Linked DNA regions of Mus musculus: region 2 is linked to region 1. Evidence: chromatin contacts called from public HiChIP or PLAC-seq data. All regions are on one chromosome and are shown on one strand. Each heading gives the region's core, a stretch centred on a gene start, on an enhancer-like site or on the middle of the called end of the contact. The rest is flanking DNA. Distances are from core to core; before and after follow the strand shown.

Region 1 (5,912 bases), core at 974-3,473:
TAACTAAAAGCAGCTAGATATAGTGACACACACCTTTAATCCCAGCACCTAAGAGGCAGAGGCAGGAGGACTCTGAGTTGGAGGCCTGCCTGGTCTACATAGTGAGTTCTAGTGTAACAGGGCCCCAGGCCTTAGCACAACTGACTCACGATGGAGGTACCATTCAAGCTGTAATCTCGGCACACAGCACAGTCATGGCTAACATTATGTTCATGGCTAACGCTAATGTTATGTTTACAGTTTAAAATCTCTGGGCTTTTTGAGAACTGCAAAGCAAAATTAGACTTCCAAATGTTAAGGGCTGTTAAAGGTTACTTTTTAAATTTCTGTTTCTGCTTCGGTAAATAAAGCTTGTTTTGCATAAGAGGACCTTCTGCTTGTACTAGCACAGAATGTAACTTGTGGTTTTTGCCTTTATAAACCCCTGACTGAGGTGACTGGGGACTGCATTCAGGAATTCCGAGTCCTGGGTGTAGACCTGGTGCCAGTCTATAAATAAAAGCCTCTTCTTAAACTGGGCAGTTCCCAGCACTCAAGAGACAGAGGCAGGTAGATCTCTGTGTATTTGAAGCTAGCCTGGTCTACAGAGTGAGTTCCAGGACAGCCAGGTTTTGAAAAAAAAAAAAAAAAAAAGGAGAGGGAGAGATAAAGAGAAAGAGAAAAAAAGAAAAAAAAAGAGAATAAATCCAGCTTTAAACTGAGTATAGCAGCGTGTGCTTTTAATTCTAGCACTCGCAAGACAGATTGGGCCAGATCCCAGAGTTCCAGGCCAACCAGAAATACATGCACACACTCACACACGCACATCATACAGACAAGCAAAAACAACAAAAAACAGGGATCGAGAGTTGGCTCAATAGTAAAGAGTACTAGCTACTTTCCCAGAGGTCCTGAGGTTCAATTCCCAGCAACCACATGGTGGCTCACAACCATTTGCAATGGGATCTGATGCCCTCTTCTGGTGTGTCTGAAGACAGCTACAGTGTATTCCTATACATAAAATAAATAAGTAAATATTAGAGAGAGACTGCCTCATCCAGTTTTCTCAGTATATACTGTAACTATAAATTGACAAAACTTCAAGGGTCATGCTGTGTACTTTTATAAAGTCATTATAAAATTAGGAATCCCATAACAAGTAGATCTAAAGAGAACGGTAAAGTAATGGAAATCTCTGCTCCAGCATGCCGTCCTAGCACCCACAGATCATCGTAGGTATGTTGGAGGCAAACTACAAAATAGGAACATGTGATCCAGGTTTTACGTCACTAGTTATTGTGTGTTAGGTCTGAAAGAAACCGGGGACAAATGGCTAACTGAGGTGCCTATTGACCATCAAAGTAGATGATGGCCATGCTCTCAGCAAGTACCTGTTACAGAGTCCTGACTCCTCAGCTCTTGCCCACTACCCTAGACCTCTCTAACCCTGCCCAAGCCCCTGCCTTCCCTTCCCTTCCCTCCCCTCAACTCCCCTCCCCTTCCCTTCCCTTCCCTCCAACTTCTCTTTGCCTATAAAACCCAGACATCGTGACTACGTGCTGACATCTGACATCGTGACTACGTGCTGTCTGCCCTCTTGGTCTTTTGTCTCCATCTCGCCTCTCTTCATCTCTTACTCTGCCCCTCTCTCTTTCCTCTCATGGCTCTATTCTGCTGGACATGTTCAACCAGACGCTTCCATATGTGCTTTCCCTCACATTTACAATAAGAAACTCGTCAACAATACCTAGGAGTGGCCATGTCCCCACTTTCATTTATTGTGCATCTTTTGTTAGATTGACCTCGGGTAGTCAGATCATGTTTGCTATACCTTAGGCATCTGGTGAATATGACCTCTTATCATTTCCTGAAAATTACAGATCTAGCCAGGAGGCGGTGGCACACACCTTTAATCCCAGCATTCGGGAGGCAGAAGCATGAAGATCCCTCTGAGTTCCAGGCCAGCCAGAGCTACACAGAGAAACCTTGTCTGGAAAACCCAAAAAACCCCCCAAAAACAAACAAACAAAAAAACCCAATCCAGATCCACTCACTCCCCAGGCTTCTAAACCACGCCCATATCCTGCTTAACTAGGAAACCTCCTTGAGTGACATCTTTCTTGGTTGGCCAAGGGGCTAAATTCAGGTGCCCTACCTGTCCCTGTCCCCAGGAGTGTGAAGCACAAAGGCACAACCCCCGACTGCGTAATCACTCAGTCTCCACCCCTGGGAGGTTCCCACCCAGCTCTTATCCCGGAAGTCTGCGGAACAGAAGTCCGGAAGTTCGAGGGGCTGTTCTCTCCCACTCATTCTCCTACAAGTCCCTCGTTGTCCGCATAGGTGCGTGTCCTACAACTTTTCGGGTTCCGACCCGCCGAGCCCTGTGCGGGTCATCGCTTGCGGATCTGGACCAGGCGCAAGGCAAATTGAGGAAGCCGGGCGTGTGCACTCCGGAGGAGGAGCCAGCGTAACGGGCCGCTAGTGGAGCTTGTTGGTAACTGAAGCCAGAGGGAGGCAAGTTATGTGCCTAACTAGGATTCTTGAGGATGTAGGGTATGAAGCTTGATTGCCCCTGGGAATCCAAGGAGCCACTCAGAACTGGGGCCTTGGGTGTTAATCTCCAGACGTCCTGCCGCAGTGTCCCATTAATTCGGCGCATTTGGGCCATTGTTAGGTAGTCTGGCGTCAATAACAGGGATCTGACAGCTTATGAATGTAGAGACTCATACACGATGGTACTTTCACTTCCCGTTCTTGGTGGGAAGAGTTGTTTCTGGAAGATTCGGGTAAGGTGCCGGAAGCCTGAGTTGTGTGTGTGTGTGTCGGGGCGGGGGAGGGGGAGGGGGCTTACTAATGGAACAACTTAAAGATAAGAGTTCAGTCAAGAAAAGGGTTCACAAGACTGGGGGCTTGGAAGTGAGTTCAGACCAACACCAAATTTGTGAGCTGTGTAGCCCCGATGCCCATACATAATTGTGAGTTAAGTGGGCTCATAAGAGAAAGGTGTTCGGGGTCTGCTGTGGACCTTCCCCTGGCCTCCTGACTGGACTAATGAGGTGCTGCCTATGTGCACTGGTTGCAGGCTTCAGTTGTGTTTTTCCAAGCCTGGTCGGCTGTGCAGTAGAGCCCAGGTTCCAAGAATGTATATGCAGGTGGAGACACGCACCAGCACCCGCCTCCATCTGAAGAGGGCTCCAGGCATCCGGTCTTGGTCCCTGCTGGTCGGTAAGGCTTCCCACCCCCCACCCCACCCCCAATCTAAAAAGCGACGTAAACAGCTTCTTTGTGTTCTATTAGAGGTTCTCAATACAAGGCCTTGATAAAGCATGTTTCATTAACCCTCAGGGTGCCTTTTCTTTCAGATGGCATGCAGGACCGACCCCCTTGCATGCTAGGCACACTCTAACACTGAGATACCCTCCCTGCCTTGCAAGCTGGGCACACTTCTTTAACACTGAGATGCCCTCCCAGCCTATCTGCTTTTTATGAGGTCACTATAGTTTTCCTTCTGTGTGACAGGTGATCATGGGTTCCCATCTTTCCTCTTCCCTGGCTCAGACCTCTTCATAAGCGCACTTAGCCTCTTCCTCCATCGCTGCCTGTCAGAAGGCTCTTGTATCTCAGGGACAGGTGCACTTGTGTTGGCTGGGCTGTACAGTCTGAGGTGAGGCACTAGCTGTGGCTTCAGCAGCATCTCTGCAGTCTGTCCTTATGATATACACATGCTTTTCTGCATGTTATGCTCGGGTGTTGTTATAATTCTGTAAGTAGTCTTCATCCCTCATCCCATGTAAGCAATACCTACCTCAGGGTCATTTGTGCGTTTGTCATTTGTTTGCAGACAAGTCTGGTGAATGCCATGATGGGATATCTTGCTTTTTATTTAATTTTATTTTTAAACTATGTGTGTATCTATATGGGGGTTCTATGCAGGTACGTATAGGTGCCTGTGGAATCCAGAAGAGCATTAGCTCTCTTGGAGCTGAAGTTGCATGAGGTTGCGATGGCCTGACATGGGTGCTGGTGCTGAGTACTGAACTGGGTCCTCTGCAAAAGTAGTATATACTCTTAATCAGTAAGCCCTCTTTTCCAGTCCCCTTCTCCTCCGTTTTGAAACAAACATCTTAGCTGGCTCACCAACTCTGTACTAGGTAGCCTCTACCTGTTGCCCCTGAACAAGCTGTGCTACCATGAGACAGCTATAGCACTGTGAAGAAATGGGTCTTCCCTTGGCTAGTTAACAAGGTACTCTCTCCCTCTCTCTACAGGAATATTATCCACTGGCCTGGCTGCTGCCTATTACAGTGGAGGTAAAGTATGTTCTCCCCTTCAGCTTCCTTGCACTTGGAAATGAACAAAAAGCAGTCTTGGTGTGTGTGGCTTTGGGGTGGCCTTGTGTGGGAGATGATCCCAGGCCATGTCTTGTATCTTAAATCTCTTACTGTGTTACAAAGTCCTCTTGTAAAGCTCTTTAGCATTTGCCTGTCACCTTGCAGGGAGGATGTGTCCCATCTCCATGGCAAGGCTGTATCGATCTACCCATCCTCTAGGTGGAATTAGGCAGAGTTTGGGGCTTAAGTAGCTCCGGTGACAGAAGCACATTACCTAAGCCTCTAATCTGAGCCAAAAGAAAGGTTGGGCTGGGAAGGACCACCTATGGACATCACCTTGGCTCCTGAGCTAATGAGCTGATATACTGTCTGCTTGCAGATAGTCTGGGCTGGAAGCTCTTCTATGTCACAGGCTGCCTATTTGTGGCTGTACAGAACTTGGAAGACTGGGAGGTAAGATGGAACAGTAGGACCCTTCCCGTTCAGAAGCACCTGCCCCAGCTCAGAGGCATTCAGTTACCTGGACTCAGCCCTTCCCTTGATTTTGCTTGTAAACATCTCTGGACTTTTCTAGAAAAGCTACTCACAACAGTTTTCACTAAGGTTCTATGTAGTGTGTTTTGTTATGTTGCAGGCTTGCCTCAAACTCAAAAGAAAGCCAATTGCCTCAACCTTCTGATGGGCATAAAACACCCCACTTGGCGCACAGTAGCGCCCCCCCCCCCCCCGGGTTGTTACAACAAGTCTGTATGTCCCTTGGCTGGGCTGGTTCCACAGGGCAGGGACCTGTGAGAACATTTTGAAGTTCAGGGGTTTGGGGCTTCCTCTGACCACCCAGGTCCTCACTGTACACCTAACAATGGCAGACAGGAATCTGAGCCTGGGGAAAGTCAGGTGGTACCTTTTGGGGATGCCCCCTTCCCTTAGTCTTGGACTTCTCAGAATTCTTGAAGCTGCCTGGCCTGGGCTTCTGCTTTTTGCTTAATGGCCTCATTACCATCCTGTCCTTTTGTTCTTTTATTTACCCAGTACTTAGGGTTGAACCTGGGGCCTCATACCTGCTGGGCAAGATTCCCCAGGCTGGTCTTGCTCTCAGGAAGAGAGAAGAGCACCCATTCTATCTGCTTTCTCTCATGTGTCCCTTACTCACAAGGAGTACAAGAGGTTAGGCACAGAAGGTACCTCTGGAAGAGTCCTGGAGACTTTGGATTTCCACCTGGGCAAATTGCGTATTTGTACCAGTGTGGGTGGGGCTAATACCTCAGCATAAGCTCCGTCCTCTCCCTGGAGTTCTGTGTGCTTAGCATATATTGGTTTGCAGGAGGCCATTTTCAACAAGAACACTGGGAAGGTCATCTTAAAAACATTCAGCCTCTACAAGAAGCTGCTGACTCTTCTCAGAGCGGGCCACGATCAAGGTAAGACGTGGGGACCTACAGCTTGGTGAGGCCTGGATGGCTTGGGTTCAAGTCCAACTGCTCAAGGAATGAGGGTCCTCAGACATATCCTGGCTTGCAGGGATAGATCCAGGCAGATATTTTGCATACTTAAGGACTTAGCCTGTCAGGAAGAATGGAAACTCCTTGGCAGCTCCTAGTTGGG
Region 2 (5,912 bases), core at 1,514-4,013, 330 kb after region 1:
ACCATGCCTAACAAGAGTTAACTATTTTAGTATTGAGCTATGGAGGGCAGTGGCTTGTTAAGTCAAACTTTGTGTCTTTAAGGCTGATATCCCAGTGTGAACAGGCCACAGTCTTTTATCTGCTCTGTACACATGGGTGTTTCTCCTCTGTTCTTAAGAATGACTCTGCTTTAGTGCAGGTAGCAGACGTCCTTTATAGATGTTGCTTTCAATTCTCTAGTGGACATGAACAGAGGTGGAAATTCAAACCATACAGCTCTGGGTTTAACTGGGTTTTTTTTGTTTGTTTGTTTTTGTTTTGCTTTGTTTTTGAGACATGGCTGCCCTGTGTAGCCTGAGGTGGCTTGGAAGCCTCTATTCTCCCACCTCAGCCTACCCAGTGCTGGAATTACAGGTGTGCTCCAGGACACTGGCTCCTTCCCAATATTTAATTCAAGCCAGAGTGTTTGGACAACCTGCTCTGCTTGTGCCTCGTGTCAAGAACTGTGGGCACTGGAGAGGTATAGCACTGGGTGTGCGGCGCTGAGCCCCATCCTGGGCAGTGAGGAAATACACAGGGACGCAGTGTTCAAAGGAACACTGAAGTCGGGTATTTGCTAACATTCCCAGGCTTAGATGAGGGTATTTTATCTTTTTTTTTTTTTTTTAGATTTATTTATTTATTATATGTAAGTACACTGTAGCTGTCTTCAGACACACCAGAAGAGGGAGTCAGATCTCGTTAGGGATGGTTGTGAGCCACCATGTGGTTGCTGGGATTTGAACTCAGGACCTTTGGAAGAACAGTCAGGTGCTCTTACCTGCTGAGCCATCTCACCAGCCCCTCTTTTTTTTTTTTTTTTAAAGATTTGTTTATTTTATGTATATGAGTACACTGTAGCTGTCTTCAGACACACCAGAAGAGGGCACCAGATCCCATTACAGATGGTTGTGAGCCACCATGTAGTTGCTGGGATTTGAACTCAGGACCTCTGGAAGAGCAGTCAGTGATCTTAACCACTGAGCCATCTCTCCAGCCCCCACTCCCCACCCCTTTTTTTTAAGCAGACAAATTGCTACCCAAATTACACTTCTACTATGGGGAGAAGTAGTTCTTAGACCTGTGTAGTATCAGGAAATTAAAGCTTATTCTACATGGGCTAGATAACTCAGTGCTTAAGAGTGATGGCTACTCCTCCAAGGGTCCGAGTTCAGTCCTCGGAACACACATGCAGACAAAATACCACAGACATAAAGTAAAAATAAAACTAGCAATTGTACTTTGAGAAGCTTGGTGGTACTGCTTTGTTAAGTCCAGTGTGCTCTGGTTTATTTTGTAAGAAACCCAAGCAGCTCACCATAGTGAGCCAACGATGCCCAGCTGTGCTGTGGCTGCCTCGAGGAACGAATGCTGGCTCATTGCTGTTCCTTTGCAGTGGCAGGGCCCTACAGAGCCTGGCTGCTTCCTGCCTCCTCTTGAAGCCTTAAACTAAATGACTTTGTGTTTTGACAGGGTCTCACTCTGTATAGTCCTGGCTAGCTTGGAACTCATAATCCTCCAGCCTTAGCTTCCTGGAATTATAGTGTGTCACATCCAGGCCAGCCTGGTCTACAAAGTGAGTTCCAGGACAGCCAGGGCTACACAGAGAAACCCTGTCTCAAAAAAACCAAAAAAAAAAGGGGGGGGGGGGTTACTACTACAGACAGGGCATTTCCCTGACAGTAGAAAACAGGGCAGGGTGACATGTATCTGTAATCTCAGAGCTCTTAAGGTGAGGCCAGCCTAGGCTGCTAACTGAAACCCCATCTCAAAAGAACATGTTCAGAAAACCCAAATTTGAATCTCTCTTCTTACTTGTGGGGAGTTTGGTGACCAGTCCACCTCTGTCCAGCATGTGCTGGCATTCTGTGACAACCTCAGTGCTCAGTGCTTGCCCTCTCGGTGGGTTTGCACACATGTATGATTAGGATAAAGACACAGGTTTGCTAGTGGCATGTCTGCTCCACTTGGAGCAGTCAGAGTCTACTGGTCTTCACTGTAAGACGGCAGTAGTCATACTGGCAGCTAAGTCAGGCCACGTGTTGGGGAAAGGAGGTAGAATGTGAAGGAGGCCACAGTGGACACAGGTCACTGGACCAGGTGTTTCTGTGCTGACCCTGGGAATGCCGGCCTGGGAAGCAGCCTGGTGAGAAGTGTTGCTGAGGGCATTTCCAGGAGCATTTCCTCAGTACCAGACACCGGCTCAGAAGGCAGAGTCAGGTGGGCTTGCCCAAAGTGACTGAAAGTGGCTGCCTCGTGTGTCCTGTTTTCAGTACTCCCAGAGCGTGTGAGATGTGGCACAGTGGCTCTCCATGCTGTTCCAGGGCAGGTTTGAGACTCAACACCTGGCTCTTGATTCAGGGCAGCTACTCACCTTCTGCTTGTCATGCCCACACGGGACAGCCCATCAGCACAGAGCCCCAGAAGGTCTGTTCCCAGGGGTGTGGTCTTTGGTGCACCGTGTGACAAAGGCAGGTTTTCCGTGAGCAGGGATGGTCTTGGTTAGATGGCCTCTCCTGAAAGTGTCACTTGATGTGTGTTTTTTGGGAAAGCTTGCGTGTTTGGGCGGTTTGCCCAGCAACACTTGACTGTCAAGCTAATGTGTGGCCTCTAGAGTCTTCTTGAAGTGTGTTAGGTGCTGGACTGGGCACAGTGAAAGATGCAGAGGTGACTCACCAGCAGCACTTCCTCAGTCCCACAGGCTGTGTGTACAGATCACCTTTCCCCCTTGCGTAATTTGGCCCTTTATAGTCAATTAGTTAACAGTAGCTTGGCTGGCTGCTGGATGTTTCTTCCTGAGTAGAACCATGGTCTTAAATTAGGCAATGGTTTGCCTTCTAATGTGGCTTTTTGAGAGGGCTGGCCAACTGTGTGTGTGCTCCTCTGGGTCTGTATGGGAGCACGAGAGAGAACAGGAGACGCTCACTGCACTCCCAAACTCTTCCCGTGCAGATTTCGTGAAGATGCGGCAGCTCTGAAAGCTGCCTGGGACGCCCAGATCACGCAGATGTCCAAGGAGACTGTCTCCAAAGACTTTCAGATTCACACGCTGCAGGAAGAAGAGATGAAGCTCAAGGCACAGGTGGCCAGATTCCAACAGGACATAGACAGGTACCATTCCCAAGGCAGTCACCCATGCTGAGTGTTTCCTGCAGACAAGAACCATTACAGGTCCTCAGGATTGAAACCACATCAAACAAACTTGGCCCTGCATTCCCTGGGGGAGGAATGGTCAATGGTTTGAAAGCAGATCGTGGTGGTAGTAAGGACAGCAAACATCCAAGCCCAGAGGGCATGTCCAGAGACTTTGGGATGAGGAGATCAAGGAGAGCAGCCAAGGGCTGGTGTGGTGGCGAGCAATGTCCACCTTCCTCTGCCATCAGCTTGCAGAAGCAGACAGAGTACCATGATTTCAAGGCCAACCTGATCCCCATAACACTGCAGGACATCCATCTCTACATGGAGAGACCCTATCTCAAGGGAAAGAAAAAAGAAAGAAAGAAAGAAAGAAAGAAAGAAAGAGAGAGAGAGAGAGAAAGAGAGAGAAAGAAAGAAAGAAAGAAAGAAAGAAAGAAAGAAAGAAAGAAAGAAAGCAAGCAAGCAAACAAAACCCACCATGCTTGTCTCTCCTGTTGATTGTAGTAACTTACACTTGGTGAAAGCAAGGGCCTGTTCTTACAGTGTCATCAAGTCAGACGATGTAATCCAGATGGACACACACATCCACACCCTCCACTCTGTCTCATCCAGACCCCTCAGCTCTGTGGCCAGCCCTGACCACCCTGGGGAAGGGCCTTTGTGGACTGGACTTCTGAATGGCGGCCATAATATGGCTTTTGATCCTAGCTTCTTTGGATTTATCACTGGTTTGTGTTTGTTTGTTTGTTTTGTTTTGTTTGTTTGTTTTTAAGATTTATTTATTTATTATATGTAAGTACACTGTAGCTGTCTTCAGACACTCCAGAAGAGGGCACCAGATCCCATTACAGATGGTTGTGAGCCACCATGTGGTTGCTGGGACTTGAACACTGGACCTTTGGAAGAGCAGTCGGGTACTCTTACCCACTGAGCCATCACACCAGCCCTGTTTGTTTTGTTTTGTTTAGGTTTTCCTCTGATTTTTTTTTCTGTCCATTTTGGTACTTTGATCTCCTCTGTCCACTTTGTCCCTGTCCCTGGTTCCTGTAATCTTACTGCCTGTCAGTGGATAGCAAAGGCTTCTTATGACACTGGTCATTTGATGGCCTCCCCTTTACCTTAGACCAGCCTCACTGGAGGCTTATCAGTTCTATCAATATTTTGCTGATCTTTGTGAAGAACCAACTTAGGATTTGATTTTCTCCATTGTTGTTGTTGTGGTGGTGGTGGTTGGTAGTGGTTGTTGTTCTATTTCCTATTTCCTTTGGCTTTGGTTTGTTGTTCTGATCAATTCTGATATCAGAGCCAAGATGATTAACTCTGAGACATCTTTCCGTCTATCAGATGTAATTAGTGTTGGAAGTTTCCTTTCTAGCACAGCCTAGCTACACCCAACAAGCTCTGATGTTATTCAGCTAACGTGCTGTCCCTTGTGAACTCTCCAGTCAGTTGATAACTTAGGACCATATTGCCTAATCTCTGACTTTAGCTTCAGGAACCATTGTCAGTAATTTTGACCTAATTATGCTGCACACGCAGAATACACCTAGCATGATTGATTTCCTCTGCAGTCTGTTTCATGGATTTGAAATGTATTCTGCCCCAATACCTGTCTAAATAGACTTAAAGATAAAACATACCCTTGTTGTGGTCTGGGTTCTGAAGATGTCACCTGGACCACCCTGGTAGATAACACTCTCCCATGTCCTTGCTATCTGCTTATTGGTTCTATCAATTACAGAGGAGTGTGGAGACCTCTAGCTGTGCTTGGGCATGGCTTCCCCTCAGCTTTGTCTTTAGAGATGATGTGAAGTTTTCATCAAGTGCACCTGTGTTAGGGTTGTACTGGCTTCCCACCACACTGGCCTATGTACAACTAGAAACAGGCCTGTTTGTTCCCCTCTGTCCACAGATTACTGTCTGGCATGGACCCTTAGCCCCTCCTGCTTTTTCAGCCTATGTATCCCCAAGGCACATGCTCCAGTTTTGCCTTTTAGGTCTCTGTTCAGAGGATTTACACAGCAGTCCTGGTTTAGGTTTGACAGACTCCCTCCTCTGACTACATACTGGTTCTCTGCCGAGTGTGGCCACCTCCCTCCAGCACTGTTTCTTCCAGCGTTTGTTGAATCTTGATATCTGCCCTCTATGGTTATCTGTCCACGGGTGCTGTTGTTTCTCCAGGTCTCTCTCAGGACAGCTTCTCCTTGTATCATGCATGTGTCTGTCCTCAGCACGAGCCACATGAGAGATGGGAAGGATGGGGCAGAGCACCGTTTAGCCCCTCACGTATCACCCCACCTTTGCTCTTCATGTTGAAGGGACCTCAGGGAAGTTCACACAGGACATTGGCATGTGTCTGTAGGTACAAGCAGCAGCTGTCCCTGGCAGTGGAGAGGGGACAGAGCCTGGAGCGTGAACAGGTACAGCTAGGCCTTGACTGGCAGCGTCGCTGCGATGATATTGAACGAGACCAGATCCAGAAATCGGAGACTTTGATCGAAGGGCTGACCAAGGCCAGGGATCAGGTATGTTGGGTCCTCTGGGTGTGGAGCATGAGCGGTACTGTACACTGTACAGGATGGGTTTGCATGAGCAACACTGTACAGTACTGCTCATACTCAGATGAGCAGTACTGGGTTTGTACAGTACTGCTCATACTCAAATCCTAGTTCATGTATAGCTGCGAGTCATGGTCATGCTGATGTAGGAATGCGACCCTGACATCCCAGGAGAGCTCAAAGCCAAGGCCAGGCCA

What was found. HiChIP or PLAC-seq counts read pairs in DNA pulled down with a chosen protein or histone mark.
Region 2: a contact with region 1 is called in a FOXA1 HiChIP or PLAC-seq map of pancreatic cancer cells. The contact joins the enhancer-like site here to the promoter of Cybc1 in region 1. A contact is called at or near these places in 3 of 39 promoter capture datasets (the 3T3-L1 cell line and embryonic stem cells), 3 of 115 datasets of contacts at active chromatin or transcription factors (bone marrow-derived macrophages, embryonic stem cells and pancreatic cancer cells) and 1 of 9 other capture datasets (pancreatic islet).

Annotation. Positions count from the first base shown.
Region 1 is chr11:121,225,620-121,231,531 of GRCm38.p6, reverse strand. It overlaps Cybc1 (cytochrome b 245 chaperone 1), which reads left to right and starts at 2,223. Exons shown (of 7, transcript NM_144832.2): 1 at 2,223-2,493; 2 at 3,062-3,204; 3 at 4,248-4,289; 4 at 4,690-4,763; 5 at 5,632-5,728. The coding sequence starts at 3,120.
Region 2 is chr11:120,895,027-120,900,938 of GRCm38.p6, reverse strand. It overlaps Ccdc57 (coiled-coil domain containing 57), which reads left to right. Exons shown (of 19, transcript NM_027745.1): 8 at 2,972-3,130; 9 at 5,520-5,682. Among named protein-coding and RNA genes, the nearest start is that of A430102A20Rik, 35 kb to the left of the region's middle. Within about 2 kb of position 2,763, at least 36 of the 459 cell types and tissues checked have an H3K27ac peak or open chromatin away from gene starts, as enhancers often do. A contact at or near this core is called in pancreatic cancer cells, where this site is marked.